4 separate regions of the Mus musculus genome follow, and regions 2, 3 and 4 are each linked to region 1. The links are chromatin contacts, called in public HiChIP or PLAC-seq maps. All regions are on one chromosome and are shown on one strand. Each heading gives the region's core, a stretch centred on a gene start, on an enhancer-like site or on the middle of the called end of the contact. The rest is flanking DNA. Distances are from core to core; before and after follow the strand shown. Region 1 has its middle 29 kb from the start of Gm25833. Region 2 has its middle 350 kb from the start of Gm25833. Region 3 has its middle 290 kb from the start of Gm25833. Region 4 has its middle 330 kb from the start of Gm25833.

Evidence for each region. HiChIP or PLAC-seq counts read pairs in DNA pulled down with a chosen protein or histone mark.
Region 2: a contact with region 1 is called in a RAD21 HiChIP or PLAC-seq map of pro-B cells, with 4 times the contacts expected there. The contact joins two enhancer-like sites. A contact is called at or near these places in 2 of 15 datasets of contacts at CTCF or cohesin (large pre-B cells and pro-B cells) and 1 of 115 datasets of contacts at active chromatin or transcription factors (large pre-B cells).
Region 3: a CTCF HiChIP or PLAC-seq map of pro-B cells shows a contact between it and region 1, with 3 times the contacts expected there. The contact joins two enhancer-like sites. A contact is called at or near these places in 1 of 15 datasets of contacts at CTCF or cohesin (pro-B cells) and 1 of 484 Hi-C or Micro-C datasets (large pre-B cells).
Region 4: a RAD21 HiChIP or PLAC-seq map of pro-B cells shows a contact between it and region 1, with 4 times the contacts expected there. The contact joins two enhancer-like sites. A contact is called at or near these places in 2 of 15 datasets of contacts at CTCF or cohesin (large pre-B cells and pro-B cells) and 1 of 115 datasets of contacts at active chromatin or transcription factors (large pre-B cells).

The regions. Positions count from the first base shown.
Region 1 is chr6:68,500,210-68,506,433 of GRCm38.p6, reverse strand. It overlaps Igk. Among named protein-coding and RNA genes, the nearest start is that of Gm25833, 29 kb to the left of the region's middle. Within about 2 kb of position 2,298, at least 1 of the 459 cell types and tissues checked has an H3K27ac peak or open chromatin away from gene starts, as enhancers often do. A contact at or near this core is called in pro-B cells, where this site is marked.
Region 2 is chr6:68,881,176-68,887,399 of GRCm38.p6, reverse strand. It overlaps Igk. Among named protein-coding and RNA genes, the nearest start is that of Gm25833, 350 kb to the right of the region's middle. Within about 2 kb of position 3,054, at least 14 of the 459 cell types and tissues checked have an H3K27ac peak or open chromatin away from gene starts, as enhancers often do. A contact at or near this core is called in pro-B cells, where this site is marked.
Region 3 is chr6:68,824,174-68,830,397 of GRCm38.p6, reverse strand. It overlaps Igk. Among named protein-coding and RNA genes, the nearest start is that of Gm25833, 290 kb to the right of the region's middle. Within about 2 kb of position 3,102, at least 1 of the 459 cell types and tissues checked has an H3K27ac peak or open chromatin away from gene starts, as enhancers often do. A contact at or near this core is called in pro-B cells, where this site is marked.
Region 4 is chr6:68,198,368-68,204,591 of GRCm38.p6, reverse strand. It overlaps Igk. Among named protein-coding and RNA genes, the nearest start is that of Gm25833, 330 kb to the left of the region's middle. Within about 2 kb of position 2,946, at least 3 of the 459 cell types and tissues checked have an H3K27ac peak or open chromatin away from gene starts, as enhancers often do. A contact at or near this core is called in pro-B cells, where this site is marked.

The DNA of each region.
Region 1 (6,224 bases), core at 1,049-3,548:
CTTATCAGTGAGTTCATACCATGTGTGTCTTTTGTGTCTGGATTACTACACTCAGGATGACATTTTCTAGTTTCATCCATTTGCCTGCAAATTTCATAGTCATTGTTTTTGATAGCCAGACAGTACGCCATTATGTAAATGTACAACATTTTCTGTATTGATTCTTCTGTTTAGGGACATCTAGATTGTTTCTAGCTTCTGGCTATTATAAATAAGACTGCTATGAACATAGTGGAGCATGTGTAATTGTTATATATTAGAGCATCATTTGGGTATATCCCCAGTAGAGGTATTGCTGGGTCTTCAGTGAGCTATTTCCAGTTTTCTGAGGAACCACCATATCAATTCCAAAGTGGTTTGGCCAGCTTGCAATCCCACTGGCAATGGAGAAATGATTCTCTTTCTCCACATCCTCACCAGGATTTGCTGTTGCTTGAGTTTTTGATCTTAGCCATTCTGATTGGTGTGAGGTGGATTCTCAGGGTCGTTTTGATTTTTATTTCCCTGATGACTAAAGCTGTTAACCATATCTTTAGGTGCTTCTAGGGCACTCAAGATTTCTCAATTGAGAATTCTTTGTTTAACTCAATAGCCCATTTTAATAGGGTTATTTGATTTTCTGGAGTCTAGCTTCTAGGATGCTTATTTACTATAGCAAAAATGATAATATTTAAAATCCACAACTTAAACAAATAATAGCCTGTATGGAAAAATCTGCTAACAGAGCCAGCCAGGATGCAGATGATAATAAATAGATTTTGTGTAGTTTGCTGACTTAATCCCTGCTACATAAGAGGAAATGTTAATTGTTTGGACCTCAAAAAATTGAGTCAAATTAGAATATAGCAGGTAGATATAATGATGGATTCCAACCTAAAATACAATGCAGAGATTGTGAATCCAAATAGGGTCTTTCATTTAAATTTAAAAAGAAAAATAAAACTCAAAATCAATAAAATCACATTAACAATATAAACAGTCTAATCTGAACATGGAAAAATATAGGCATGGATAATTCCCTGAATAAGATAAAAAGAAGAAACAGATTTTTTAAAAAAGTTAAACATCATAATTTGGTATAGAAAGTCTTTTTAAATCTATATAGGGACTGGCACAATTTAAAATATAGCATTAGCATCCTGATTGGAAGGATCTAAGAGAAGTTGATAATCAGATGTTTTTAATGGAACTATAGAATGAAAACAATAAAAGTGTATTTATAAATGGTTCTGCCACTAAAAGAAGAATTATTAAATTGAAGTCTTAAAATAAAGTCTTGGGTAACTTTTCAGAGAAATGAAAATTTACTTTCACACTGAAACTAGTAAAAAAAAAAAAAAAAAAGCTTGATAAGAGTTCTTCCAGAAGTAGCTAGAACTAAGTGCTTAAATATTCCTCTTCTAGTAATAGGGAGAACTTGCATTTCAATACCAAGAATTTCTACTTGTATTTCTACTTGTAAGCAAAGAAAAACAAATTCTTCGTGCACACACCTTGGGAACTGCTACAGAGTAAAATAGGCCAATAGTAAATTTTGCATATTGTGTGAGGAATTTTCTATAGTGCTTGCTATGAGTTGGGGAAGTGGTGGTGACACCAGTGAGTTTTGTCATAGCAGTGCAGTTGAATACAGGCTGGGCATGGTGGTGCATGCCTTTAATCTCAGCACTTGGGAGGCAAAGGCAGGCAAATTTCTGAGTTCGAGGCCAGCCTGGTCTACAGAGTGAGTTCCAAGACAGCCATGGCTACACAGAGAAACCCTGTCTTGAAAAAAACAAAAACAAAAAAAAAAGGATTATGGTTCTGAAAACACAGACTAATTACATGGCCAGCATACTTAGAGACAACACATACACCCACAACGTACCCCGAGGCAAATATATGAAAAAATATGAAAATTCTTCCAATTTACTTGTTTATATTATTATAAAAGATATCAACCCACGAGAAGGTTGTGAGCAAGGTGCAGAATTTCCTGCCTATAAAATTTTGACAATGTCCTATACATGTATACATGAGTCGGCCATCACTGCAAAGAAAGGCCCATTGGACTTGCAAACTTTATATGCCCCAGTACAGGGGAACGCCAGGGCCAAAAAGGGGGAGTGGGTGGGTAGGGGAGTGGGGGTGGGTGGGTATGGGGGACTTTTGGTATAGCATTGGAAATGTAAATGAGCTAAATACCTAATAAAAATGGGGAAAAGAAAATAGAAAAATTAAAAGGCCTATGGAAACAGTGACTGACTTGTAATCTCTTTAGTAAGAAAGCAAGAGCTATACCTCCCTCTACTGGAGGAATTTCAGGTAAACTCTAGCACATTTTGAAGAATTGAGGAATGGAATGATTGCAAGGCAACTTGGGCTTATCAGAAGAGTCACACTGAAAATGTGTATACCTAAGACCCAAACACAGGATACCTGAAGAAATATAATCATGACATTATTTAAATGGCACAAAATAGTAAGGCTATTTTAGATTTAGATTGGTTAGATATGGTTTTAACATGAAATATCTTGGTTTCTTCATTTATGGTGATTGACATTTTTGATGGGTAATCTCAGCTGGCTTAGGTGATATATTTGTATCTGTAAGACATCTGCTCTGTATCTTCTGCCTTTTAGAGTCTTTGTTGAGAAGTCTGGTGTTATTCCCATATATCTGCAATCATGTTAATTGGCATTTTCCTGGACAGCTTTTAATACTCTCTCTTTGTTCTGTCATCCAGTGTTTTGATTATTACATGGTGAAAGTACTTTATTTACTAGCACAGTCTATTTGGTGTTCTGTGTGCTTCTTGTACATTTATAGCCATCTTTTTTTTTTTTAAGTTAGGGAAGTTTGCTTCTATGAGATTTTTGAAGATGGTTTCTAGCTTTGAACTGAGAATCTTCACCCTCTTCTAGCTGTTCTGGGTTAGGAACGTTTTATACTTTGGTTTTTTTTTTTTTTTTTTTTTGACTGATGTGTTGATATTTTTTCTATAAATGAGATCCTCTTTTTCATCTCTTTTATTCTGTTCATGATGCTTACATCTGTAGCTCCTGATCTCTTTCCTAGATTTCCCATCTCCATAGTTGCCACCATTTGTGATTTCTTTATTGTTTTGATTTCTATTTTTAGATCTTGGAAATTTTTGTTCAGTTTCTTCACCTGTTTGATGGAATTTTCCTTTAAGGGTTTTATTCTTTTCCTCTTTAAGGGCTTCCTCCCATTTCCCTGTCTTTTTGTGTATTTTTTTAAGGAAGTTACTGTTATCCTCTTTAAAGGCCTGTATCATCTTTGACACTTGGAATTTTATGTCAGAATATTGCTCTTCTGGAGTATTAGGGTACTCAGGGCTTGGTGTGGTAGAAGAACTGGATTCTGATGGTGCTTAAATTACATTAGCTTCCGTTCTTTATGTTATTCAACTTGTCTTTCACTGTCTGTTACATATGTTTCACTGTCTGTTACGTGCCTCGGAGTCTTGGTCTGGAGCAGATCTCCTTGGAGGCAGATTGAGATGTGTGACATGGGTTAGAGCAGGCCTCCTGGGAGGCAGGCAGTGCTGTTCCCTGTTAGGGCTGGCCTCCTATGTCCCAGGTGAGAGCAGGCCTTCAAGGTCCCTAGTTAGACCAGGCCTTCTGTTTCCCTGGTTAGAGCAGTTCTCTTTGGAGATAGGCAGGGCTGCAGGCTTGGGAGAGCCAGCACACTGATCTGCCATAGGTGCAGGTGGACTGAAAGGCAATGGGAGTAATTTCTTTCTCTAAAAGCTAACAATGAGGAGAGAATTGGATAATATAGCCAAAGTTCTAACAAGAAAAAACAGCAAAATTTCCCTTCAAAACAAAAACTTACCAGAAAAGTTCAAAAATGAGAGGAAACAAACCACTCTGAATTTAGAGGAAATTTAATTTGAAAATAAGTTTGAATTAAATTAACTAATATTTATAAAAGTGAAGGAAAAGTAAAATATTATGATTATATAAAAACACCAAACCTTAAACAAATGGGGACATAGGAAAAATTACTCAAAACAAACGGAAAATGCTAACATGAAAATAATAGGATAATTACTGTGTTATGTCCTTGGAATAAAACATGCAGTCAATATTGTTTGAAAAGGCTAGAGAAAAAAGAAACCAGCTTTTTGTCAGGAAAAAAAATACTTCTTGTGAAGTTAAGACATACTCTGAATGTTATGAAGTCATACTTTACACAAACAGAAAACAAAGGGATATAGGACCTGCAATATTTATATAAACAAAATGGAATTTAAGTTAAAAGCATAAAATGTAGTCATTAATGAAATTATTTTTTAAAGGTCACAGTTTAATGAAGGAATGGATCTTAATTTTCTTGTCTTCTTTATTTTACACTGAATGACAAAGGCAGACAAGGCCTGTAGGTTCAGAATGGGTTTTCACTCAGCTTCATCCCCATCATTGCTGGTTGTTGAGAGGGACCTGTTCACTATTCTCCTGAGGCAGATGGAATATCATTGTCATTATAGCTGATGAGGTAATAAATGCATGACACTTAGACTGTAGACAATGAGCTCATACTCCAAAGCGCTCAACTGCAATGAGTCACCAAAGGTTTCTCAGTACCTCTTTCTCACAAAGAACTAAGTTATTTGACACCTGGACCATATTAAGGAAATATGTTGTTCTTAGGTTCTGCATCACACTGGGAGCAACACAAATATGTTGCATCCTGTAATATGCTAACAGATCCTCAGGATGCACTCTGCTGATCTTGAATGTGAAATCTGTACCTGGCCCACTGCCACTGAATGTGTGTGGGACCTCAGAAAATAGGTTGAAACCCTTGTAGTTCTGGAGCTGTAAAGACTAGCATGGCTTCTTCAGGTAACAATGAAAATAGGTGTATCGAACAGTATAGAGGAGTCTCTGATTAGACCTGAAAGAAAGAGCAGCTTGATCTCCAAGGCTGACAGGCAAGGAGAAGGTATTTGAGTCATTAAAGCATCACCACTGGAAGAGGAAATTATGAGAGAGGAATGCACTTATTGATCACACAAACTTCATGATCAATCTTTGCTGTTACTTTCTCCATGGTTATTTCATTTGCGGTGTTTCTTTTTACAAACAATTTTTTTAAAAATATTTTTTTAGGTATTTTCCTCATTGACATTTCCAATGCTATCCCAAAAGTCCCCCATATCCTCCCCCCGACTCCCCTCCCCACCCACTACCACTTTTTGGCCCTGACGTTCCCCTGTACTGAGACATATAAAGTTTGCACAGCTAATGGGCCCCTCTTTCCACTGATGGCCTACTAGGCCATCTTTTGATACATATGCAGCTAGAGACAAGAGCTCCAGGGTACTGGTTAGTTCATATTGTTGTTCCACCTATAGGGTTGCAGATCCTTTTAGCTCCTTGGGTACTTTCTCTAGCTCCCCCATTGGGGGCTCTGTGATCCATCTGATAGCTGACTGTGAGCATCCACTTCTGTGTTTGCTAGGCCCCAGCATAGTCTCCAAAGAGACAGCTATATCAGGGTCCTTTCAGCAAAATCTTGCTAGTGTATGCAGTGGTGTCAGCGTTTGGAGGCTGATTTTGGGATGGATCCCTGGATATGGCAGTCTCTAGATGGTCCATCCTTTTATCTCTGCTCCAAACTTTGTCTCTGTAACTCCTTCGATGGGTGTTTTGTTCTCAATTCTAAGAAGGTGCAAAGTGTCCACACTTTGGTCTTTGTTATTCTTGAGTTTCATGTGTTTCATAATTGTATCTTGTATCTTGGGTATTCTAAATTTCTTGGCTAATATCCACTTAAGAGTGAGTAAATACCATTTGAGTTCTTTTGTGATTGGGTCAGGATAATGCCCTCCAGGTCCAACCATTTGCCTAGGAATTTCATAAATTCATTCTTTTTAATAGCTGAGTAGTACTCCATTGTGTATATGAACCATATATTTTGTATCCATTCCTCTGTTGAGGGGCATCTGGGTTCTTTCCAGCTTCTGGCTATTATAATTAAGGCTGCTATGAACATAGTGGATCATGTGTCTTTATACTAGTTGGAACATCTTCTGGATTTATGCCCAAGAGATGTATTGCAGGATCCTCCAGTTTTCTGAGGAACTGCCAGACTGTTCTCCAGAGTGGTTGTACAAGCTTGCAATCCCACCAACAATGGAGGAATGCTCCTCTTTTTCCACATCCTTGTCAGCATCTGCTGTCACCTGAATTTTTGATCTTAGCCATTCTGACTG
Region 2 (6,224 bases), core at 1,805-4,304, 380 kb before region 1:
ACAGCCTGGTCTCCAGTCGAACAAAGATCTAGAGCTCTAGGGACCTGATGAGTGGTGATTTCTACCTACATGGGACGGGTTCAATCATATCTCCTGGACCCCTGGCTCCTGTCGAATTTACAGCTCCCACAGCCCCTACAGAAGAGATGTGTGACTATCAGTCACACAGACAATGTCCCAAGCTTCTGGCATTCTAGCTAGACTCCACTCCCACAGTTAACTGACTATAGCCAGGTATGCTCCTCCCCATAGTTACCTGGCAATAGCCACTATAAAAGGCGCCCCTTTTGCTTGGCCCCTCCTTGCTTGGCCCCTCCTTGCTCTCTGTAAGCTCTCACCTTTCTTATTCTCTAGCCCTCCTTCTCTTTCTCCCTCCCCCCTCCACATGCCCATGGCCAGCATCTCTCCCTCTTTCTACCTTCTCTCTTTCTCTCTGCCTTTGTACAATAAAGCTCTAAAACCACAGACTGTCTCTGCTCATCAAGGCCCACATTGCTTGAACGATGGGATTGGCTTTCCCCTAAGGAGCTGGTCTAACCTCCCACCAGGAGGTTTTCCTGTCTTCCAGCCACAGACCGGACCAAGAACTCTCACCCAGTGGGAACCATCCAGTGCCCCCTCTCCCCCTTCCCTTTCCTCCCTTTGGCCCAAGGGATGACCGAGCTCCCCCCTGGGGCCCCCATTTGTTCTCACTTCTTCCTCGGTGTTCAGAGGTGTCTGGGATGTCAAAGACTGAAGACTGAGAAACTGTTCCTAGGACTCCTCCACACCCTGCTGAACTTTTTGAATTGTTTCCCACAGCCAGACACCCACCCAGGGCCACATGCATGGTAGTTCTTCCGAATTCGCCCACCCTGGAACTCTGGCTGGATGCAGGTTTCCTCCTACTCCCTCTTTCCCCCACACCCACTGCCCAACAAAGTAGATATCATGAAATCATGTATTTGGCAAAAATGTATAAAGAACTGAGAAAAATGAGAAGAGTGGTAGAGTGATTTATAAATTAAGAGAGAGAGAGAGAGAGAGAGAGAGAGAGAGAGAGAGAGAGAGAGAGAATTAATCAGATATATGCCAGGAAGTGCTTGCTGACAGGAGGCTGATATAGCTGTCTCCTGAGAGACTCTGCCAACGCCTGACAAATACAGAAGTGGATGCTCGCAGCCAACCATTGGACTGAGTGCAGAGTCCAGGATGGAGGAGTTGGAGAAGGGACTGAAGGAGCTGAAAGGATTTACAGCTCCATGTGATGAGCAACAGTTTCAACTGGCCAGACCCTACAGAGCTGCCGGGGACTGGACCATCAACTAGAGTACACATGGAGGGACCTGCAGCATATGTGGCAGAGGATGGCCTTGTCGGACACCAGAGGGAGAAGCAGCCCAAAGGAAAAGGCTGGGAGGAGGGAAACTCTATAGAAGGACCAGCAGTCCCAATTAATCTGGACCCCAGAGGTTTCTTAAACACTGGACCATCAAACAGGCAGCATACACCAGCTGATATGAGGCTCCCAACACACATACAACAGAGGACTGAGGGGTCTGTGTTCAATCAGAGAAGATGCACCTAATAACCCTCAAGAGACTGGAGGCACCAGGGAGTTTAGAGGTCAGGTGAGGTGCGGGGTGGAAGATGAGGACATCCTAGTGGAGACAGGGTTTGGGGAGTAGGTATGGGAGGTGGAACAGTTGGAGGGTGGACTGGGGTGGGTGGGGAGAATAAAATCAGGAGTGTAGATACATAAATAAAAGGTTGTTGTTGTTTTGTCCCCACCCCACCCCAGAAATGTTCCTCTCCAAAGGAAGAATAGCAACAAAAATAGAACAGAGACTGAAGGAAGGGCCAACTGAGGAATGGATCCACCTGGTGGATATATCATGTCTGCAGATACCAAATCCAACACTCATGCTGGGGTCAAGAGGAACCAAGTATGGCAGACTGGGGAGGTTCAGCCAGCAGCTGACTAATGCAGAGGTGAATGCTTGCAGCCAACCATAGGGCTGAACTCAGAGAACCTGGTTGGGGACCTGACAGAAGGACTGGTGGAACAGAGGGGCATTACATCCCCATTGGAAAAACAACATAGGATGCCCTAACCACTCAGTTCTCTCAACAACTAGACCACCAACCAAGGAGTGTACCTAAAGAGATCTTTGGCTCCAGATACATATGTCACAGAGAATAGCCTTGCCAGACAGCAATGGAAGGGGAGGTCCTTGGTCCTGGGGAGGTTTGATACCCCAGAGTAAGGGGATACTGGAGCGGTTGGGTGGAAGAGCATGGGTGTATGGGGAGCATTCCCATACAGGCAAAATGGAAGGGGGGCTCAGATGTGGGGTGGGGTGGTGGCAGAGGGGTATTCAGTAAGTAGGATATCATGGGGTGGGAGGGGGTGGGGTTGAAGGAGGAGGTAACCGGGAAGAGAGATATCACTTGAGATATAAACAAGTGGAATGATTAATATTAATAAAAGAAAAAAATTAAGACAGGTAAAGCAACTTCTGACTGGGACAATAGCATGTTCTACAGGAAGGAAGCTATTTGAGCTTTTCATTATGTAAGACTTCTCTCATGCCTGTATCATACAATTCAAAGGTCTCAAATAATGGCTGCATTTGTGTTCAATGAGACTGTGATAATAAAAACCGCACCTTGTTTTCTGATTAATTTATTCAAAAAACTATAAAGTCAGTGGATTTCTATTGGTGTCTTCTATTACTCAGATCTTTTGAAACACTTTTCTTATTATTTTGTTCTCATAACTCTAAGGTCTTTTCACTAAGATAATCTAGGCTTTCATTAACCCACTCAATTCCCAGTAGCTGTAGTCAGCTGGTGTTCAGTCTTCTTATCAGACTTCATGTTTTAGTTCATGGCCTGTTATAAACTTGTTGCCATATTTTCTAGAAAAAAGTGCATTTCACCACATCTAACAATAAAACTGTTTAAAAGAATTTAAAAACAGAAAGTGTCTTCTGAATAACCACTATACTTTCATCTCTAACTGAATCTGCTTTTCATAGTGTCCCCTGGGGATTCCACACTAATGTTAGCTACTACTGTTGGCTCCCTAGAGGGTAGACTGGTTTCCTGGTGTGGTGTAAAATTTTCTGAGCAGCTGAACTCCTTCATCTCAGCTCTCTGCTCTTTGTTCCTCTTTATATAGCATGAATATGGAAAATAGGAAAAAAGGACTTCTAGAGGATCCGTCTCACAGAGGATACCTTTAAATATACCAAAGAATGTGATCCCACTATCCAAGGGCAGACAGACTTTTATTCTAGGAAAACATAAATACTGTGTTTTCACACACATGTATTACATATACACATATATAATATTATACATTCATATATAATCATACCTAGTTAAATAGCACAATTATGATGTTACAGACGTGAAAATTTATAAGACTATATTCTAGTATCCAATTAATTGGCTGTTTATACTGGGCTTTGAAAAGCTTCCATCTAAAATTTAATCTCATTTGGATTACACATATTCTTGTTAAAGACGTGTACTACAAATTGCTATTAAATTCTGGTTTGGAATATTTCTCTACTGGTTTCAGTTGTCTGGTATTGAAACTTATCTTCCAATTCCTAGTCAGAGATAGCAAGGCACCATTAATCTAATGTACATGGCAGAGTACAGAAAACCAAAGCTATATTTTACAGAGTGTGGTAGCATGTTACAAAACCGAAAAATCCCGGAAAAGAGAAAAGATAGGGTCAACACAAATATATAACTTCCCATAGATCTGGTGTGGTCTGTGACTTGGGTTGTCTGAGCCTTTTGGCACTTCTCTTGTTTCATTACTAGATGGCAATCTAAGCCAAAGTTTGCATGATTTTGCTGTGGACTAGCAATTATATAGAATAGAACCTTGGTAGGAAGAATGAGAGGCATTTTTGTAAATTTCAGGAGTGTAGCATTTCAACTACTATGTAAATAACCAGAATAAACACATTTACTCATCTACTTAGATTTATTGGGACTGAGAAGATAGATAATTCAATGATCAATAGAGTACATATCCATTCAGAGGACCTAGATTTGGTTCCCAGTATTTACATTTGGTGGCTAAGAACCAACTCTAATAGCATCAGTTCTGAGACATCTCACACCTGTTTCTTTTAAGCTTAATTTAATACAAATTCAATATGCAGGCATACACATAAGTAAATACAAAGACAACCTTAAAAATGTAAGCTTGTTGGTTTTGTTCTTGGATTATTTGTATCATCCCGATTTAGAATATAGGTTTATATTGATCTACGAAGGTAGTTCATTCAATAATTTCCAACACAGTTGGAATAACTATTCCATGGCAGTTCTAATTCAAATTGTTAGAAAATTGATCAGGATGGAAATTATTTCTTCTTCTTCTTCTATGATAGATAAAACAGGACCATATTATTCAACAAAGTTTCTATAACATCCTAATGCATGGAGCATGGAAGTTTAGGCATCATTGCATTTGTCTTTTTACTTGAGTGAATAACCTCTGTTTTATTACTATTGATTTTAGTCCCTAAATATTTCAGACTACTATTTCAAATGAAAACATGGCAAAGGGTATCATGTTACTCAATGAATCTAGGTGGTAAACTATTCACTAATAACGAAAAAATATATTTATTGCGTGGTCACTATTTTTAAAGAGCCACTTTAGTAAGGCCTGCGAATGCAGCAATTAGCAGAATGAGAGCATCCTCACATGGTAAAAATGTACATAATAGACACAGAAATACAATGGGTTCCCCAATGAAGGAGTTAGAGAAAGTACCCAAGGAGCTGAATGTGTTTGCATCCCCATAGGAGGAACAACAATATGAACTTACCAGTACCACCAGAGATCCCTGGGACTAAACCACCAATCAAAGAAAACACATGGTGGACTCGTGGCTCTAGCTGCATATGTAGCAGAGGATGGCCTCATTGGTTATCAATGGGAGGAGAGGTCCTTGGTTCTGTGAAGGTTCTATGCCCCACTATAGGGGAATGCCTGGGCTAGGAAGTGAGAATGGGTGGGTTGGGGAGCATGGGGACGGGGAGGGGAATGGGTGATTTTCTGAGGGGAAACTAGAGAAGAGGATAACATTTGAAATGTAAATAAAATTTCTAATAAAAAACGTTAAATGATAACTTTTAAGGTTATTTTTCAAGGAAAATGTAGGTCTATGCTGTATTTTCTTAATGCTATAATTAAAATAAATATTTATTGGTAATCCAAATATTCCTTTCAATAATGTTTCATTTATAAATTATGAATTCCATTGACACGTGAAAAATTCCTCTACACCCAGGGAAGTTATCAGGTTATATCTATGTTTACACACAGAAACACATATTCATATCTCTACTACCAAGGGCATCAGTTTAATCTTATTTCTTCAATTTAATTCACAAACTACATTATTTACTTAAGTTTTTCAAATAAATAGTCCCCTTTTCTAATAGTGAGATTCATTATTCTTATTTCAATTCCTCAATTTTCTTGTTTCATCGATACCTTCATGTAAACGAATATCCAGTTGTCACCATCTCCTACGTATCACTTACAAACATATTCAAATATAAGTATACTCAGAGATATATCATCAGATATTCTGTCAGGCCACCAACATATTTCTGTTCTTTTGTAGATGTTGTCCTTACACTCCATGAATACAACGAATGGTTAGGTGACCCCCCTACCAAGTCAATAATCTTTTCTGTCCACCCTTTTTAATCACAAGAACAAATAAATACTTATATTTATATGTGAGGAAATACTCTAGACCCCATGGTTGCTGCATTTTCTGAAGAGAAGCATCCTCTTTGATGTCACATTCTTCTCTGCTCCTCTGTTCAAGCCATATACTCTAATGACATACATAGATAATAGATTTCTCTCAGAAGTATAAGACATAGAAAACTGGCAGAGTATATGGGTTTAGGGAACCCAGTGTGTGCAAAGTTATGAATGCACACTGTTCCTTTGAAGAACTCTACCACAAAAGACAATTGTTTGTATTAAGAATGGATAGTGAACAAAAGCAATAATATGAGCCATGTAGAAAACATCAGGGCTAGATTATGTACGCAGAAACAGTATTGAGAAGGGAGACAAATCTGCTCTTGGTTGGCCACTATGGAAGCAGTATGATAGAACAAACACAGATGGGGTAAGACAAATTGATTTGTTGCCTGAAACAGATGAAAATGAATACTCTGGAAACTAC
Region 3 (6,224 bases), core at 1,853-4,352, 320 kb before region 1:
CACACACACACACACACACACACACACACACACACACACATATATATTAGTCATAGAATGATATTCATGGAAATGACATAGCATGTTCTTAAATTTATGTTAGACTAAAAGTAGATAATTAGGCTCCAGTCAGAAAGGTTCTAGAAGGGCTTAAGACATTCAAAGTCATCCAGTGGTAATTAAGAGATATACAATAAAGGTTTCTGAAATACAAAATGATTCACACACATTCTTCCACATCTATGAGACCCCTTAAGAACTTACGGTTTCTCCAGGCCATGTGCTTCTGTTCCACTTTGCCTCTTCTTTCTCCTCCTCTGAATCCTCTCTCTCTTCCATTTTCTTCTTCTCTCTCCCCATTCCGGTTCATCTTCCCTTTGTCGCCCAATCATCAGTACTCCTTTATTTTACAAATTACAGTGGGAAGCAGTTTTACAGGAAATCACCTGAGTGCTGACTCATTCCTTGTTCATAGCCTTTCACAGGAGAATGGAATTTACATCAAATATAATTAGCTCCACAACACATAAATCCAGATATGGGAGGGTCAAGGGGTAACAGAAACTTTTATCTGGAGCAAGTTCACCCTGAGACTTCTTGGCATCAAACTCTTGTTTTCAAAAGGTCAAGATCTTATAGGCTGCCATAGGAGTGCTCCAATCATCTGACTGTACATTTATCAGCAAACACAAAAAACTAGGGTAAAGTGGTTAACCTTTATTTTGAAGGAAGAATGCAGTAAACTAATAATACTGTATCAAAACCTTTTCTTCATTTAAAGATGAACAAGAGAGCAATATTCCTGTCTTCCCTATGTCTCTGAATACGAGAAAGCACATCTACAAGAGACCTGTTTCTCAAGCAATGTTGGGACCATAGTAACCAGAGTTGGTCCAAAGACAGCACCCATCAGCTGATGGCACAGAGGGAAAAATATGTTCCAGTGCAGAGAAGCTATGGTTTCTCTGGTGGCTTTACAATTAGTTCTTCCCTATTTGAGGAGTGGCTGAGGCAGAACAAGGGGGGTGGCCTAGTGGATCAAGGTGAGGGGGCAGAGCCAGCAGTCACCATGTGTTAAGCTGATCGGCTAAGAAAGAGCAACAAGATTTGCAAGAAGAAGAAATCCAAGCCAAGACTGAAAATCTAGGTACCTGAGCACAGGCAAACTTTTGATCAGGTAAGTATGTTTGGATTTGTGCTTAAGAGCTAAAGAAAAAAAAAAAAAAACAAGCCGGTAAAAATCATAGAGAGAAACAATTGACAATACTAAAATGAAATCTTTGTAGGAAAAAGAGAGAGATTAAAAAGGAAATATTTTCTGTGTTAAAAATGAAAAACTTAGTGACAGAGGGTATATGGGTCTCAAGTAATTTTGTTTTGATTACTACCATAGAAATAATATTTTTCATAATGATTACAATTTTATGCATGCACTTAAAGTGAGAGCAGAATGAAGCAGACTGGGTAAGAAAAGACCTGAAATAACCCATGCTAAATTACAGACAATAGAACAAAATTAGACAATCCAGTTGGACGTGGTGGCGCATGCCTTTAATCCCAGCACTCAGGAGGCAGAGGCAGGTGGATTTCTGAGTTTGAGGCCAGCCTGGTCTACAAAGTGAGCTCCAGGACAGCCAGGGCTATACAGAGAACCCTGTCTCAAAAAAAAAAATTTAGACAATCCTCTGAAATCATAATTTTCAGATGAGTCTAATATACAGTCTTCATTGCCACCTTGTGATAAGACTGCAAAACTGCAGTCTAAATCCATTAAAAAACTAAAATGATTTTTTTCTAGCTATAATAATGGGGAATTAGCCCTAGATTATCAGAGTACACAAGGTTATCAAGAATTTGAATAGAGGTCCTTAGAGGCATCAGACTGAAAGAAATTTAATTAAGCAAAACAACATATGGCTTCCATTCATAACTGGGCTACCCAAAATCATGTAAGTCCAAAAGATTGGAGAGATTTTATATCAGCCATATTAGAACCTGGCCCTCAACTACAATGGCTAACATGATGGAAAGATGAGATTTCATTGTGGAACAATAAAATAGAACTGGAGGCATTGATATTGTCAAGGACCAATTACTAGTGAAATCAATTTTCTGAGTTAAGAGTACAGATAATGCTTGATGATGCCATCTTAGAACACTGTTATATAATAGCTTTAAATACTTGAGACAAGGATGAACAACAGGGAAGGTCCGAATCATTAATAAAGACATTCCAGGGTTCATATGAGTCTTTCACCGAGTTTTAACAAGTATCAACTACAGTTCTAAATGGAACAATATTATATCCAACTTTTAGAGAAAGTTCAATTGTATCTTTAGGTTTTGAAAATGCTAATGCTAAATGCAAAAAGCTATGAGACTTTTAAGAGCCACATTTGTACCTATTTAATAGTTTTATGAATTAAAACTATTGTGGATATTGAATCTAATGCTCACAATTCAGTTATGGGTGGACAATTACAAAAGATATAAAACCTAAAATTGCCTATTGCTACAGCTGTGAAAGATCAGGACAATCCATAAAGGACCAAAGAGAAACAGTTAATACAGATTTTTTTTTCTCTAATGATTCAGGGAGAAAGTTTCCTATGATATGTAGACAATGTGAAAGGAACAGACAGAGGACCTATGAATGTCCTCCACAGATATTTGTGAACATTCTTTAATGTTGGAAAACTAAGAGGCCTTGCTCAAGGCCTGACAAAGAAACAATGTGAGGAATTTGTTTAATGTCAACCACAGAAAAAGTGTTATGGAAAGCAACTTGAAAAATTAAACCCTGGTAGGACAAACAGCTAATCAAAACTTAAGTCATTTAACAGAAATCAAGCAGCTTGTATAGATGAGAGGCTCTGCCAGTGTCTGACAACTACAGAAGTGGATGCTCACAACCATCCACTAGACTGAGTACAGGGTTCCCAATGAAGAGTTAGAAAATGGACACAAAGTGCTGAAGGGGTTTGCAGCCTCATAGGAAGAACAACAATATGAAACAACCAGTACCCCCATAGCTCTCAGGGACAAAACCACTGATCAAAGGATGCAAAAAGAGGAACCCATGTTTCCAGCCTCATACATAGCAGAGGATGGCCTTGTGGGACATCAATGAGAGGAGAGGAAGTTGGTCTTTTGAAGGCTCTATGCTCCAGCATATGGGAATGCCAGAACAGGGAAGCAGGAGTGGGTGGGTTAGTAAGCAAGGGAAGGTGGGTTAGGATGGGGGCATTTGGAGTGGAAATGAAGAAAGGGGATAACATTTGCAATTTAAGTAAAGAATACATCTAATAAAAAAAATCACATAATGAAATTTGCAGGTCCAGAGCCTAAGCCTAATTACCTTGGGATATCTCTGTCCCAATAAAAAATCATTCCTTGCCAAAGGAAAAGAAAGAAAGAAAGAAAGAAAGAAAGAAAGAAAGAAAGAAAGAAAGAAAGAAAGAAAGGAAGGAAGGAAGGAAGGAAGGAAGGAAGGAAGGAAAGAAGGAAGAAAGAAAGAAAGAAAGAAACAAAGAAAGAAAGAAAGAAAGAAAGAAAGAGAGTGGGGGGAGGGAGGGAGGAAGAAAATTGATTACAGATTAGACATAAACAATAAAATATTTAAAACTCATATAGAAAAGTTTTCTGATTTAATTGTCAAAAGGAGAAAAAGACTTACATCAGTTATTAGGAACAGACCCAGCAGAGATTATGCCATATACTAATAATGAAATTAACCCATGAGTAATCAGTTAAGATTAACAAAGACATCACAATGATTTTTTGAGAGAAATTATCAACAAATACCCCCAAAGCAAGAAGCAGAGGAGGAGGAGGACTCTATAGGAAGACCAGAAGTCTCAACTCACCTGGACGTTCGAGATCTCTCACACACTTAACCACCAACCAGGGAGCATACACCAGCTGATATGAGGATCCTAACACATATACATTGAGGACTCTCTGGTCTGGATTCAGTCAGAGAAGATGCACTTTACCCTCAAGAAACTTGATGCCCTAGGAAATGGGGAAGTCTGGTGGGGTGAGGGTTGGGGTGTAAGGATATTCTCTTGGAGACAGGGGGCGGTAGGAGAAGATATAGGATGAGATGAGGAACAGTCAGAGGGTGAACTAGGAGGTAGATAAGGATTGGACTGTAAAAAAGATTAAAGAATTTAAAAAAAAGAGAACTAATTGGATTCTTCTTCATATAATATGAACAACAATAATTTCTAAAGCTCCTACCTTTTATACAGATGCCAATAAATCAGGAATAGCAGGTTATAAACCAGAAATTTCATAGAGGCCCTAAAAGATGCTGTCCCCTTCAGATAGCAGGAAGAAATTTTAAAAGAACAATGCCCCCATTTCCAAGATGTGTGTTGGATGGTTTTTCGTCATTTGGTGGGTGAAGGAAGTTTGTCATCATTTAAGGGTTTGGGGTTGGTCACATTGTTAACGGTCTTGGTAAGAGAGGAAATGAACTAAAGGCACTTAGATTCAGGGATCCCTTTCTCTTTCCTCTAAACTTCTTTGTCTATTGTTAGGGGTAAACTGGGAAAGAGGTGATGAAAAGAGAAAAGGAAGTATATAAGTATGATAGACCAGGGCGGGCGTGGTGGCGCACACCTTTAATCCCAGCACTCGGGAGGCAGAGGCAGGCGGATTTCTGCGTTCGAGGCCAGCCTGGTCTACGAAGTGAGTTCCAGGACAGCCAAAAAAGTCAAGTATTTTATATTGGTATAGATTATTTTATTTTGATACAAATTTAAGGTTATATTTTACTACTATATATACATATACACACACACACACACACACACACACACACACACACACACATATATATATATCAACTCTTGTTTTAAATACATATATATATTATATATATTCTCCTTTCACCTCCCCCTCCCCTCTCGCTCCCGGGTCCCTCCCTCCCTCCCTCCACATTACATGAATATTTCCTTCCCTCTTAGTGGAGTTGAAACCTCCTCACTTGAGCAGTTCTGTTTGCTACACTTCTTACCATCTGTAGGAAGTATAAGTGGTCTAATATCCACATATCAGTAAGTACATACCATGTGTGGTTTTTTGTATCTGGGTTACCTCACTTAAGATAATATTTTCTAGTTCTATTCATTTGCCTGCACAATTCATGATGTCCTCATTTTTAATAGCTGAACAGTATTCCATTGTATAAAAATAGCTAATTTTCTGTATCTATAGTTGGTTGAGGAACATCTGTTTTGTTTCCAGCTTCTGGTTATTACAAATAAGGCTTCTTAGAACCTGGTGAAACACATGTCCTTGTGTTTTAGTGGGGAATCTTTTGGGTATATGGCCAAGAATGGTATACCTGGGTCTTCAGATAGAACTATATCCAATTTTCTGAAGAATTGCCAGATTGATTTCCAAAGTAGTTACAGCAGTTTGCAATCTTATAAGAAATGGAGAAGTGTCCCTCTTTCTCTAGATCCTCACCAGCTTTTGATGTAACGTGGGTTTCATAGCCATTCTGATTGGTGAGGGGTGGAATCTCAGAGTTGTTTTGATTTGTATTTCTCTGATGAGTAATGTCTTTGAACATTTCTTTAAGTGCTTCTCAGCCATTCAAGAGTCTTCTGTTGTGACTTTTCTATTTAGCTCTGTAACCCATGTTTTAATTCGGTTATTTAGGTTTATAGAGATTGAATTCTTGTGTTTTGGATATTAATCTCTGTGAAATGTGGGGTTAGTGAAGATTTTATTTCCCAATATGTAGATTGCTGATTTGTCTTATTGACTATGTCCTTTGCTTTCCAGTTTCATGAGGTCCCATTTATCAATTCTTGATCTTAGAGCATGAGCCATTGGAGTTTTGTTTAGGAAAGTTCCCCTGTGCCGATGAATTCAAGGCTCTTTCCCACTTTCCCTTCTATTTGATCCAGTGTATCTGGTTTTATGCTGAGGTCTTTGATTCATTTGGACTTGAGCTTTGTACAAGGTGACAAATATGGGTCTATTTTCATTCTTCTAGATACAGACCACCAGTTAGACCAGCACCATTTATTGAAGATGGTTTCTTTTTCCCACTGCATATTTTATTCTTCTTTGTCAAAGATCAAACTGTGTGGGTTTACTGCTGAGTCTTCAATTTTATTCCATTGATCGACCTGACTGTCTCTGTACCAATACCATGCCATTTTAATCACTACTGCTTTGTAGTACAGCCTGAGGTCAGGGATGGT
Region 4 (6,224 bases), core at 1,697-4,196, 300 kb after region 1:
GGCATATTTGCTTGTATAAAGCATCTTAATTATTTTCCTTTCCCTTTCTCTGGTTCACAAAGAATTAACCAGTCCTAGCCAAAGAGGCTTTAGACTGCCTTTCCAGAGAATGAATCATTAGTAATAAATTCTTTTTTCTCAATCTCCCTGCTGTTAGCAACAAGTGTCAGTAGGTCTAGAGGCCTGTAAATTCTGCCCTCTGAGTAACTAAAATTCAAGCTAGGAATACATTATTATATAAAACAGCCCTAATTTGTCACAAGACCAAGTCTCTTCCCCCTTTGCTGCTTCAGAGAGGACCCAGGTTGAGCCTAGGCTCACAGCAGGTGGAATACAATCTCTCTGAGCTACACCTGCCACACACCTGAGATAATCTATAGAAGCCCATCTTCTGCCTTATTATCTGTGAAGTAAAATATTTGCAGCACATCTGTTTTATACTGGAATTAGCACAGTGTCTGGGCTCATTCCTCAGGCTATCTATCCCTTTACCTCCTTCATGAAGTTGCAGTCTCATGACATTCTATCATTGTTTTCAAATGTAAAAATATAATACATTAGAAAGAATTGGCTCCATCTATGTCCATGCTAAATTTGCTCTTCTTTACACAACTCTCAAGCCAGTTTCCCAGGACATTTCAATATCTAAGAACAAATAATCCTACATTCCATCTGCTATTTAATTTTTTGACTGCTGTTCAAACATCCAGGATATCTGTATTGTACTATTCATAGAATTGTGTAAAATAGTGAGATTATTCAGAGGAAAACACATTATGAATAAGAAGGCTTGTCCAGTTTTAATGTACTGGGATAGATATCTGGAATGTGTTCTATGTATTGAATATTGAAGGAAAATGATAACTCATACATTAAGTCTATATTTGTTTAGTGTGGAGTCAGTACAAGCCCCCAGATCTTTTCCATAGCAGTCACAAGAACCTTGGAGATATGAAGCTCAAAACGACATTGGTTCACAACCAGTTTCTTCATAGACTAAAATATAGGAGTGATATGGTCTAGTGTCTTAACTTTAAGCTGTGGATATGCACATGAAGGGGTGAAACACGCAGGAACATATTTGTGCATGCATGCACATACACTATATATATATATATATATATATATATATATATATATATATATATATATATACATTATATATATATATATATGTATATATATACACACAAACATATATGTCATTAACAGTATTGCAGTTAGAAAAGATGGACAAAGGAAACTTGTCAATAACCAATGAAATGTCACATCTTGCTGGTCTTTTAATTTCTTATACTAATCCTTTTAGAATAGGCTGGAATTATTGGATGTCAGCTTGATTATGCCAAATATTTTCTCACAGATTTATTGACATTATTTCTTCCCATAGACTTCAGGTTTCCTTATTTGGAAATTCTTTATGATGCTAACCAGCACTGTCCATCAATCCAGATTATTAGGGATGCATGAAGCAGCTGCATAAGCTCTATGATTGACTCTACTCAATGAAAGGAAGAGAGAGCAGGCATGAGAGCGGATATACCTCACCAGGAAAGATCATTGTGAAGGGCCAGACTCCCAGAATTTGCTTTTCTCCATCTGCAACACGGAGAATTTTCAGGACCTCTAGTCTCCACCGACTAAATCTGAGTATGAAATGATGCACGAAGATCACTCTCACAGAAGGGGGCAGTGTTATGATGGATAACAGTGATCAGAAACTATAAATATCTCTTGTCCCTATTGTAACAGGTATTGGCAGTTGAAAGGTGAAATTTGACTAGGAAGACATGCATTACTGCTTCTCCCAATAGAGAGATAAAATAAGTACAGAGTTGAGTCTTTGTCCAAGTGGAGCCCAGACGATATTTAAATTTAAATTGTATTGTGCTCAGCAAGAGCAAGTGAACTAAATCAAAACTATATCTTCCTGTGAATAAAAGGCACCATTAAGGAAAGTTCTATAATCTATCACACATGAATATGTAAAGAACACACATATATGCAACCCAATTTTTCCTACTAAGAAGTTAGAAAATATTAGGCAGGTATGTAACTTAATTGATGCACTTCTTGCCCACTGTGGAAAGAATGGTGAATTAGAGGCTCCCATCACTGAGGGAACTGATTCTGCTGGAGTAGATTTTAATGACGATGTATTAAAAATAGTTGGAAATGTTAGTGAAATAGATAATATAGTACTTCCAACACATACATTCAGTCTTTATTTGAATTGCACCAGATAAACCTGTGTAGAATGGAAATCAGATTAGACATGGATGTCTACATGGATGACAAGTACTACAGTATATGGGATTTTTATTCCCACCATAAAGCTCAGCTGAAGATTACTGGAATGTACATAGGAAAACCTGAGGTCCCAGATTTGCCATACCATTGTCCTGATAGCTGCTCAGCTAAGGGTTAACTAATCCATCTGAGTCTAATTAAATAATTCTGGGCCCAAAAACATCTCAAAAAAAAAAAAAAAGAATGTCAGTGTGTGATGTGGAACTGTAACTCAATTATTTTCAGGAATATTACCACAGATGTCACATGCAGAAACCCCCCTTTCTAAATCAGAAAGAAACATAAATATACATTTTGTAGTACCAATCACAAATCTATCATTGTGCCTCATGCTGATATTTAGGAGGGGCTTGGACTTCTGATCCTCCTGAGCCGAAGTTTTCTGTTATAAATGGGAGTATCCTTGAGAAGCCGGTCTGCTCTCTCTGAAGATATTGAATTTTCTGGGTCGTCAGCTCTCAAAGTCTCTGTCAAATAAATGTGCTCAGGGCAGTTTAATAGTAGTGGGCAAATGCATGAAAACATTGTGGAGGCTTGGTAGATCAAGAGACTGGGTGCCTCTTTCTATTATTCTCATTGTTATAGTAGGTCTCAGGACTAAGCATGGCTACCTTGACTAGATAAATGTGTGATTGTACTACCCCCTGCTGGAGAGATGGGTAATGTTTCACAGATACTATATTGCAATGGGGATACATCAAGTAAAATAATTTAATTCATCATTATTATGAGCCAAAACGTCATTGGACAAATATATTATATCAAACAACCTAAGCTGAAAGGGTCTCAGAAAATTACATTCATATAAAGTGGGACAGGATCATCTAATATAAAGGTATTTAATAAAATACTGTTGAACATCTCTTGAACTTCATTATATGTGCTATATTACAATTTAATGTTGCTTTGAGGTGGAGATTGTTGCCACTACTCAGTGGCAAGGATGCATTTACAATTATAAATTGTAAATTGATTTCTATTGACCATACCAACTTTCAGAAAATAATAAAGAAAAATTCATTTGAACCAATTAAAATCATATCATAGGGAATTGACAACCGAGTATAAATGTTTACAAATAATTGTGTGTCCACAAAACACTAAATCTGAAAGGTTAAAATATTTTCCTATTTCATACTATGAGAAATAGGACTAGCTATGAGTAAAAGTGCAGCGCCAAGAAAAATCTCTATAAATCCTTGCAATTTCTATGTCTATTGGAAATGTCAGGTTTTTGTTTCTTGCCAAACTTCATTAAAAGGCAAAAATCAATGAACACTGGGAAAATATATCATTCAAATAAAAATTTAAGATTTAAGTCAATTAGCATAAAATAAAATGACTTTATGATTATTTATATTGTTATTAAGTCAGATTATGTCATACTAAACATACCCTTGAAGTATAGGACTTTGTCTGCTGTATTACTTTGAGTCATCCAAATATAAAGCTTGTTTTGAAAATAGCATAAAATTGTGTAAATATCCTATGAGATTAAGGACAATGTAAGGTGGAATAAAAAATGGATTTCATGTCCTTTTGGTCTATATGTTTCCAAACTAGAATTGCAGTTTAAACTGTTTCTGAATTATTCCAGCTGAGTGAGGTGAGGGGCCCTGTATGCTTGCACCTGAAACCGCATCTGCACATGACAATTTCAGTCAAAATGTACTGATCTTCCTGTCCCAGTACAATCATGTTTGAGTTTCATATATTACCGGAAACACTAATCTAAACATAGTAGTCAAGCATTAGTGAAATGCTAAAGTTAGCAGTCTTCTTCATAGTGTACTTGATACATACATGAGTGCACAGCTTGTTTTCTCTTCTTTCTTTCTTTCTTTCTTTCTTTCTTTCTTTCTTTCTTTCTTTCTTTCTTTCCTTCTTCTTCTTCTTCTTCTTCTTCTTCTTCTTCTTCTTCTTCTTCTTCTTCTTCCTCTTCTTCTTCTGTTGATTTTGTTTGTTTGTTTTGTTGTTGTAGTTGTTCCTTATACCTTCCCTCTGCCCTGCTGCCCTACCCACCCACTCTTGCTTCTTGGCCCTGACATTCCCCTGTATTGGGGCATGTAAAGTATGCAACACCAAGGGGCCTCTCTTCCCAGTGATGGCCGACTAGGTCATCTTCTGCTACATATGCAGCTAGAGATACAAGCTCTGGAGGTAATGGTTAGTTCATATTGTTGTTCCACCTATAGGGTTGCAGACCCCTTCATCTCCTTGTGTGCTTTCTCTAGCTTCTCCATTGGGGGCCCTGTGTTCCATCTTATAGATGACTGTGAGCATCCACTTCTGTATTTGCCAGGCACTGGCATAGCCTCATACAAGACAGCTATAACAGGGTCCCTTCAGCAAAATCTTTATGGCATTGTGCAATAGCATCTGAGTTTGGTGGCTGATTATAGGATGGATCTCCGGGTGGGCTAGTCTCTGGATAGTCCATCCTTTCATCTTACCTCCAAACTTTGTCTCTGTAACTCCTAACGTGGGTACTTTATTCCCTGTTTTAAGGAGGAATGATGTATCCACCCTTTGGTCTTCCCTCTTCTTGATTTTCTTGTGTTTTGTAAATTGTATCTTGAGAGTTCTGTTTTTGGACTTATATCGACTTATCAGTGAGTGCATATCTAATGACTTCTTTTGTGATTGGTTTACATCACTAAGGATGATATCCTCCAGGTACCTCCATTTGTCCAAGATATTCATAAATACAGTGTTTTTAATTGCTGAGTAGTACTCCATTGTGCAAATGTACCACAATTTCTGTATCCATTCCTCTGTTGAGGGACATCTGGGCTCTTTCCAGCTTCTGGCTATTATAAATAAGGCTGCTATGAACATAATGGAGCAGGTGTTCTTATTGCCAGTTGGAACTTCTTCAGGGTATATGCCTAGGAGTGGTATTGCTGGATCTTTCAGTAGTATTATGTCCAAATTTCTGAGGAACCTCCAGACTGACTCCTGAAAGCAATCTACAGATTCAATGCAATCCCCATCAAAATTCCAACTCAATTCTTCACTGAGATAGAAAGCACAATTTGCAAATTCAACTGGAAATATAAAAAACCTAGGATAGCAAAAAACTATTCTCAACAATAAAAGAACCTCTGGTGGAATCACCATGCCTGACATTAAGCTGTACTACGGAGCAATTGTGATTAAAAACTGCATGGTACTGGTACAATGACAGGCAAGTAAATCAATGGAATAGAATTGAAGACCCAGAAATGAATCCACACAGCTATGGTCACTTAATCTTTTAAAAGGGAGCTGGCAATTTGTGGTATTATGAGACATATGGCACCCTGAATTGAGCCCACCCAAACTTGAAAAACAACTAGCTGTGCCAAGCCTGTAATATTTGCATATACCTAGTGTAGAGAAAGTCTCTTAAGCAACACTTGTCAATTAAGTAAGTCTATGTCCAATGTCCTGAGGCAAGAAATAGGAGGTAGGATACTGGCAGGAAGAGAGGATTCTGGGAAATAATGAAAGACTACAAGAGAGATTCAAGACAGAAGCTGGGGGGGTGATGATTAGAAAGACACTAAGGATGAAGCTGGTCAAGACTAAAGGGGGAACTGACAAAATTGTAGATATAGACTAGTTTAAATTGGTAAATGAGTTATGAGCTAGTCTAAGAATGAGCCAAAGCGTATGGCCTAGATTGTTATTAAAACATAATTATTCTCAAAATCATCATTGGGGCAGCAGAGGCTGGAAGAAACTGGGTCTTAAAATTCATACAGAAAAGCAATTCCTTTGAAAATAATAAAGGTTTGTCGCCAAAGAAAATATTTTCTTTGTTAAAAAAGAAAAACACAATAACAGAGGGCATTTGAATCTCACATAATTTTGTTTCAATTATCAGCATACAAATAATTATATTTTTGGTAATCACTGCAATTTTTTAATTC